Regions from separate parts of the Zea mays genome. Here all the other regions are linked to region 3. The links are chromatin contacts, called in public Hi-C maps. All regions are on one chromosome and are shown on one strand. Each heading gives the region's core, a stretch centred on a gene start, on an enhancer-like site or on the middle of the called end of the contact. The rest is flanking DNA. Distances are from core to core; before and after follow the strand shown. Region 1 holds the start of LOC100276294 (Zinc finger CCCH domain-containing protein 1). Region 2 holds the start of LOC100383080. Region 3 holds the start of LOC100277194 (DUF4050 family protein).

Region 1 (2,700 bases), core at 43-2,542, 320 kb after region 3:
GAGTGAAAGCAACAGCACAGCACTTCAAATTATTGAAAGTAGAAATGGTGGCAGGAATGCAGAGGTCTGATCAGACGGATTACAGGCAGGGATTCAGCAGGAAACAAAGAACAAGCACAATATGTTCAAATAAGTTCAAATCGAAACATCAGATTGTTCAGTTCATTATTCTGGATGTTGTCGATCACGGTGATCAAAGGCAGGAAGGTAGACATGGTAGCTTCGATCGAGCAGGTGATGCATGGTACGCGCTCTCAGTCCTGTTCCGGCCAGTCGCCGTAGATGTCGTTCATCTTCTTGCGACCAAGGAGCTCCAGACGGGTGGCCTTGCAACCGCCCTCTCCGGCCGCGTCGGCAGAAACGGATTGGAACGCCCTTGTGGTAGCCGGTGCATAGTTGCTGGTGCTGGTGCTGCTGCTGTTACGGTACGCGGCGGCCGTGGACCCCGGCGAGTACGCCTTTGCATACGACGACGAATTCCTCAGAGCATACTCCATAGACCTTGGCCCCCCAGGAAAGGGCATCTCTGCGCTAGAACACAGGGACGACGAACGAGGTAGATTAACATCCGGCCGCCATGCACACGTATAGGGAGGTGGAGCGCACAAGCTCGTACCTGTCGTGGAAGCGTGGACGAAGGCGCACCTATCCCCACGGTGGCAGGCCCCCGTGTCCCTGAACTCGAAGCACACCCTAACGCAGTACCCACCGTGGGGGCTGCTGGCAGCGGCACCTGGCGACGACGACGGCAGCGGCGACTTCCGTCGGACGAGCGAGGTCAGCAGGGGCAGCGGCAGCGGCGGCCGCAACTCCTCGGAGCCGTGCGCGAAGGTGCACCCACCCTCGTACGCGCACTTGCCCGCCTCGAACTTCTCGCACAGCCTCGTCTTGTAGTACACCTTCTCTGGCGGCTGCGGGTCCAGCCCCAAAACCCCCTCCCTCGCCCCCGGGTCCTGCTGCTCCCGCTCCCGCTCCATCTCACGCTTTCTCTGCTGGTACTGGTGCTCCTTTTGGCGGCCCTGCTGCGGCGCCGCCGACCCCACGGGCAGCACGATCACCCCGTCCGGCGCCTCCCAGCGGCCAGCACCAGCGGTGGCGGCGTTGCGCTCCCTTTCCATGTTCTCGGTCCGCTTGAGACCACCAAACCCTAGGCCTAGCGCTGGTACTGTGATCGGAGCAGCCGCCGGACGGATGGAGGCCGCAGATTTATGCCGAGACACGAGGAGGCGGCGGCCCGGGATGCCGTGCCGAGACGATGCAGGCAGTGATGATTTGGGGGCCGACGCTTCCCGTGCCAGTCGGGATCGGGTCACAAGGCCCGGATTATCCGCTGGCGGGCTCCAGATTGGACGCGATCGATCCGCCGGATCGAGCATTTGGGACTGTTTGGGGTTCGTTCCGGCTCGATTGCACGTGGTGCGAGGAATGCCGGAAACGGAAACGCCTCGTCAGTTTCCGTGCTTTCGTGCTCGACGTGTGGGAGGAGTGGGGAAGGTGGGGTGTGCTGCCGGTTTTTGCGTTGGGACGTCGGCGACGGCGAGCCGCTGGCCCTGGGCTTCTGCCGGCCCAGAGCTTAACCAAGCGGTAGATGGGCCCTGCGTGGTCGTTGGGCACTTGGGTACAGTAACTTGGTCTGCTTGCCCTACCTGGCTGTAGACTTGGGTAGGTTCGGATGGCTCATACTCAGATCCGTGTCTAGTATAAGGTCGGGTCGAATTGATCCGCGTCTATCTATTTGATGTGTTGGGTGAGATTTTTTTGGACTAGGTCGGAGTTTTTTTAGCTTTGGGCCGGATTTTGGGGTCAAAAAACATGGCCAGTATCCGGGCCGTGAATTATTGCGGATCAAAAATTATGGCACATATACGCTCGTTGTATTGGTTGGGTGTGTCGGGCCGGGTCTGGTTTGGTCGGATCGAGTGATCCATGATCAGGTCTACCTGGCTATACCCGCTGCACACTATGGGAGCAACAGTGGATATGAACTCAGCCCGATTCTAGCTTATGAGTCAGGTGCCCATTTAGGTCCATTTAGGGTGCATTTGGTTGCAATGTGAAAGCTCTCTTGTGGGTTTTGGTGTTTGGATGACAACCCAATTAAAGGACTAACAAGTGTGCTAAGTATTGAACAGGTGCTTAATGCAAATAATAGGGTTCAACACAAGTGAACAAGTGTGATGGTCCAAAGACTGGATTATCTATAGATAATGAACATACCAAGTAAGATGGACATTGCTTAAGCGAGACTCGGTGTGCGTAACTCAGAGACAACCGATCAAGCCAAGGATGGAGGCAAGAAGAGCTTCAAGGTACCGAGTGCACGGAAGAAGGTCAAGGAGACCAGGAACCCAAAGCCAGGGGTGAAGAAGAAGACTTGCAAAGTCAAGGTTGATCGAGTTAAAAAGAGTTATGGTGCATCAAGGATCACTACATAAGGACATGACTTACAACCTTTGAGGTAACATCTACAGTTATGTGGTGTAAGTCATAAGGCTCAAGATTAAGCTCGAGAAGTGAACAAGGGGGTTGGAGCTCAGATATGTCAATCTAGATCAAGTCAAGTTGATTTGATGGTTTAGAGTCCAACATCGACCTCAAACATGCCAAATTGGGTAAAACGATGAAAAAGGTTTAGTATGTAAGGTTTGAGTGTTTAACCATGTTGCATACACCTTTTACTACAAGTTTGGTGCTTTGGTT
Region 2 (2,700 bases), core at 179-2,678, 470 kb before region 3:
GCCTGATTGAATAGTGAATTATCTAGAAGTTGTGAGCATGCGACCTGCAATCAGTGATGACTGTGAGTGTGAGTCCGGCTCCGTGCAACGGTGCACCTTCAAATAGCGCCCTAGTGGCATGCGGTGTCTCTTCCATTTCTGTGGAATTCAGTAAGATGACAACCTACTATTATATTAGATGTTGGTCCCTTCTCCTTTTTGACCCCCATCGGTCACCTCTGAGGCATGGGCCTAGGGCCGACCCTGCCCCATGGCAGTGGCGTAGCTAAGGGATATGGGATATGCCAGGTATGTTATGCCATACACATGTATCCAGCATGTATATATATAGAGAGTAAATGAAAAAATATCTAAAATTGTTCAACATAGAAAACTATTACACTAATTATCTTGTAGCTTGTGATTTTTTTGAGTTTAGGTCTATGGCCACAGGACCTATCTAACGAATTCTTTGGATGACCTGCTAACATACAAAATCATAAAATTGACAGTCCAACATTCGGTTACTTAGATTTTTTAACGGATGCGACTCGTGAGTCGCGAGTGTGTGTAGACTTAAGTCAAGACATGGATTATGTATCTTTGAAGATCTCTCGGCTAAAAAATTAGACAAGTCTCCTTTTCATAACCTACACTACATTTTATAAACTATCAGTATAACTTTCCATCTATTTTATATTATAGTTTGTGAACATTTTTATCTTAGTTTTTAAATTTAAGACTTATTGTTATTTTTAACTTAAACTTTGAATATAAGACTTATTGTGTGTAATTTAGTGTATGTTGAAATTTTAAAACTATTACTGAATTATTAAATGGTTTAATGGAAATAGTTTGATCAGATGTATATGTAAGTTGTAAATTTTAGTTGGCGTACCCTACGCCACTGTGCCTCATGCATGGGTAACCTACATCCGATTTGACATCCACAAATAGATTGATCGATGCGCCATGAAAAGTGTCTGCGGGATGAAAGGTCTTCAACTCTACACGCTAGCAGTAGTATTTAGTCTTGAGTTCGATTGGCAAATAGAAGATCCATTCATCAAAGCCATTTCAAGCTTTGATTCTGAGGCCGTGCAGCTAGCTCATTGTCGCACCATGAACAAGCTAGGTCGCTAATCAAGAAAGCTGTCATTCTCCCTTCCCTTCTTCAGTACGCAGGGGAACGAGCGAGGTCGAACAAGGGATAGGGTTAGCTCACCACCCCTGCCGGGCTGCCGGCTGCCACTACAGATTCAGTTTCCACGTGGCGGGACGCCAGTGGTCGGATAAGGGATAGGGTTAGCAGCTCATCACTCCTGAAACCCAAGGAGCGCCACACATGCCTGAGCCATATCACGCCTGCAGGCCCCATGCATCCATGCGTGCACAGGATTTCCTCCTAAAGATCGATCGCAGACTTTACTTAGGCCGTCACAAGCAGGAGACCCTCCTCAGCTAGTACCTACCGGCCAGTAGTCGTCGCGTCTGCAGGCAGATCTGAGTTAGCCGGCGGATCCGATCCGTGCGCGTGCTGCTGTGTGTGTGTCGGTGGAGATGGCCACAGCTTACGCTCCCATGGCGAGCCAGGTGATGAAGAGCAGCCTCGTCGTGCACTCGAGGCCGAGGGGCCTGTCAGGCGCTGCTGCGCTCACGAGGCGGCCCGGCCGGTTCACCGTCAAGGCCATCCAGCCCGAGAAGGTCAGTAGACAAGAAAACAAAAGAAGAGCGCGCGAGAATTTGTGCATGCTGCTAGTGCTATCCATTCCGATCCAGAGCTCGTCTCTAGCTCTAGCTAGCTAGCTAGCTTACTGCTCTACTCGATTGTTCCGTACACGCATGCAGGCAACGTACCAGGTGGTGCAGCCCATCAACGGCGACCCGTTCATCGGCAGCCTGGAGACGCCGGTCACCTCCAGCCCGCTCGTGGCGTGGTACCTCTCCAACCTCCCGGCCTACCGCACCGCCGTGAGCCCGCTGCTGCGGGGCGTCGAGGTCGGCCTCGCGCACGGCTACCTCCTCGTGGGGCCCTTCGCGCTCACGGGCCCGCTCCGCAGCACGCCCGTGCACGGCCAGGCCGGCGCGCTCGGCGCCGCCGGCCTCGTCGCCATCCTCAGCGTCTGCCTCACCATGTACGGCGTCGCCTCCTTCAACGAGGGGGACCCGTCCACGGCGCCCACGCTCACGCTCACCGGCAGGAAGAAGGAGGCCGACAAGCTGCAGACCGCCGACGGCTGGGCCAAGTTCACCGGGGGGTTCTTCTTCGGCGGCATCTCCGGCGTGCTCTGGGCCTACTTTCTCCTCTACGTGCTCGACCTCCCCTACTTCTTCAAGTAGAAATCATCAAAGATGCGTATATATATAGCTCCGGCCGATCCTCCTCTCTAGCTGCATGGTATGTAGGTGGTGTGGTCCTTGTTTCATTTCACTCCAGCGGTGATCAGCGCCGTGTATAAATGTAATTCCTCTGCTTTGCACATGGATGGATTGGGATGTAACCTGTTCAACTTTTTTTTACCTTATTGGATGCATCATTCAGAGCTAGTTTGTTAACCTCATTTTTTCAAAGGATTTCCATTTTCCCAAGAAAAATTAGTTCATTTTCTCTTAGAAAAATAGAAATCACTTAGGAAATTAGAGTTCTCAAACTAGCCTTCATAGAGTTTTTTTTCCTCCACCTAGCTAAATGCCTTCCCTATCAATAGAGCGTTCAAATGG
Region 3 (2,700 bases), core at 162-2,661:
CATGATATTATAGTACACCAAATGTAAGTCTTGGTACCAAGTACCAACAATAGTTAGATCATGACACAATTCAAATAAATATTGAGATTTATGCCAAGCAATAATACTTTTAAGATCAACATATCAAGTGGAGATAAACTTCTCATTACAACCACGGAAAAACTAAGACTGACATTCTTTTCCTCAGCTCAGAGAAGCTAGGACAAAATCAAGGTTAAGGTTGTAGTAAATGAGACAATATGTCGATCCAGTGAAAACACCCTAGTTTAGCAGACCTTAAAAAACGATTCAGAGTGACCTACCATTATTACCAAGTCCAGGAAGGTTATGACTGCTACCAGTTCCAGAGGCCAAGTTAGATGTATTGACTGAAGTAACACCACTGAGATCTGCTGGTTCAACCTCGATGGTGGTTGTGCTCCAAAATGGCTCTCCAATGGTAATTTGGTCCTGGGTGATCAAGTTTCTGGACAGTTCACCCAGTTGCTTTACAGTCTTATCGCAGCAACCAAAACAGCCTCTGCTCTGTTCGGAAGGAGTTTGATCATGTAGACAATTAGCATAAGTAGATAAAAAAAACAAGTAAAGGTACCCGAATATGAAACTGAAACAGATGGCAGACATGCCACAATCTAGAGGCAGACAAGGTCACCTCCGACTTTCGGCAGTGGGTGAAACACCCAGAGCACGGCGACATCCTAACATCTATTCCCACATAAAGTAGGCACACCTAGGCTGAAGGCTGCAAAACTGCAGACATCTGATCAGTAGTCGCTAAATCTGGTAACGCCACTACCTTGCGCGCGCTTCGTCTTGAAAAACGATGTGAATTGAGTTCCAGCATCTAATAAGTCGAACTCGTATACAGATGCCCGGAACGCCCTGCCGCTCGCAACGGCGCGATTCCATATTTCCATCTATGTCGCACTCTACTCTACAGCGTATATGTCAATCTCCCAGAATCCACAACCGCGCACCCGGCATAAGCAGCTGGCTTCACCCGCGGTCGCGGCAGTTCAACCCCTCCTACGGTTGGTTCTGTCACAGGCGGCGCAGGTCGCACTCGATTGACCAGATGTGGGAAGCTAGCGAGGGAGGAAGAGGGGAGAGGAACATGAGCGAAGCGGACCCACCCGGAGCAGAGGAAGAGGCAGGCGGAGGAGAGGAGCCGCGGGATGGCGCCCCAGTCCCAGCCCTCGCCCAGGTCGACGTCCCCGTCACCGACCCTCGACGCCGATCCGCCGCCGGCGCCACGGTCGCGCGTGGTCGTCATGCCGCACACAACCTACCCCACTCGGTCACTCGCCGGATTGATTGACTCGGTCGGTGCAGTTGGTTCCGTTGTTCGGGACGCGCCTTGCCTCGCCTCGCCTGGGTGCGGCGGCCAGCGGGGGTGGGTAGGCACCGACCCGATCGGACTGGGGCCCGAGAGCGAGAGCGAGCGGGTCGCGTCGTGATCTTTTCTTTTGGTGGGCCTGCAGTGGGGGCCTGGGGGGATAAGGTAGAGTAAAGGAGAGGAGCGGAGAGAATCGGAAAATCTGCGGTCATCTTCTCACAGCGCGTCGTGACGTGGCCTGGCTCTTGGACGTCCACCACGGTCTCTCGCGGACGCTTCATGTGGTGGGCTCAGGCTGTCTCTATTCTTGTTAGTTGTGTGCGCGTTAGTTACCTCTAGTTTCATCTTAATCCCCTCCTACCCCTTTATAATCAAATAAAAAGTTCTTAAAGCTAATTTGAAAACATAAATCCGCTCTAATATTTCCATTGATTGATGAGTGCGAAAATAAGCTAATTTTCTACTCAATATCCAAGAACCTCGAAGATGATTTAAGTTTCCAAACTAATCTTTAGGTAAAGGTGAAACAAAAGAAAAAATATAGGAAAGAGGAGGACTTAATGATTATTCGTTCGTCGGAACCAGAAGTTAAAATTGCTGTGGATAGGGATCCTATAAAAACATCTTTTGAGGAATAGGCCAGACCCGGACATTTCTCAAGAACAATAGCTAAGGGCCCCGATACTACCACTTGGATCTGGAATCCAAAAGCTAAAGAGAAGGTCAGATCCAAGGACATGGATTTGTAGAACGGCTTCCAATAACCGATCATCTAGATGAGATTAGACCTGAGTGAGCAGACTTCTCTGTATATGAGTCGCCTTCCGAGATGGTATTGCCTTGACTCATTCCTTGAATTGACAAGAGAAGTATTTCTAGCCTCTAGTGGCACATGTTCCTTCCTCACGGATATGAGAGACGGTAAGTGCAACTCGAAAGTGTGCTAGCTGTTGTGCTAATTCTTGCTGAGTAGCTGGTTGAAGCCCAGAAGTGGAGGCGAGCCCAGTTCAATCGTGAAGTTCCTCCTTTCGTGGCTTGTCGGCATCATAAGTAAATGAGAGATGATTTCCGAGTGACTGGTGGAAAGGGAAGAACCCCTTTGGTTTGTAAGAAAGCTCTATAGGAAAAACATAGGAGACTCACCCTTTTGTGGCTAGTTTGACAATTTAAATTTCCTCCGATATTCTTAGGATTGAATGGAAAATTAGTTTATATTTCTCTCAATCCACGAGAATCCTAGAGGGATTTAAGTTTCCAAACCAATCCTTGGAGCGAAGGTGAACAGAGAAAAAATATAGTAACGTCGTTTGGTTTGTAGAAAAAGGTCCCTAGGAAAAACATAGGGAAAGTTCATACTTGGCTAC

Evidence for each region. Hi-C and Micro-C count contacts between places; a contact is called where the count stands out from the background.
Region 1: a Hi-C map of leaf shows a contact between it and region 3, with 4 times the contacts expected there. The contact joins the promoter of LOC100276294 here to the promoter of LOC100277194 in region 3. A contact is called at or near these places in 3 of 25 Hi-C or Micro-C datasets (bundle sheath and leaf).
Region 2: a Hi-C map of leaf mesophyll shows a contact between it and region 3, with 4 times the contacts expected there. The contact joins the promoter of LOC100383080 here to the promoter of LOC100277194 in region 3. A contact is called at or near these places in 2 of 25 Hi-C or Micro-C datasets (leaf and leaf mesophyll).

The regions. Positions count from the first base shown.
Region 1 is chr8:18,252,301-18,255,000 of Zm-B73-REFERENCE-NAM-5.0, forward strand. It overlaps LOC100276294 (Zinc finger CCCH domain-containing protein 1), which reads right to left and starts at 1,293. Exons shown (of 2, transcript NM_001150118.2): 1 at 617-1,293; 2 at 7-526. The coding sequence starts at 1,118. The coding sequence ends at 255.
Region 2 is chr8:17,456,654-17,459,353 of Zm-B73-REFERENCE-NAM-5.0, forward strand. LOC100383080 reads left to right here and starts at 1,429. Exons shown (of 2, transcript NM_001358030.1): 1 at 1,429-1,683; 2 at 1,828-2,525. The coding sequence starts at 1,540. The coding sequence ends at 2,319.
Region 3 is chr8:17,929,256-17,931,955 of Zm-B73-REFERENCE-NAM-5.0, forward strand. It overlaps LOC100277194 (DUF4050 family protein), which reads right to left and starts at 1,412. Exons shown (of 5, transcript NR_176298.1): 1 at 1,134-1,412; 2 at 303-525.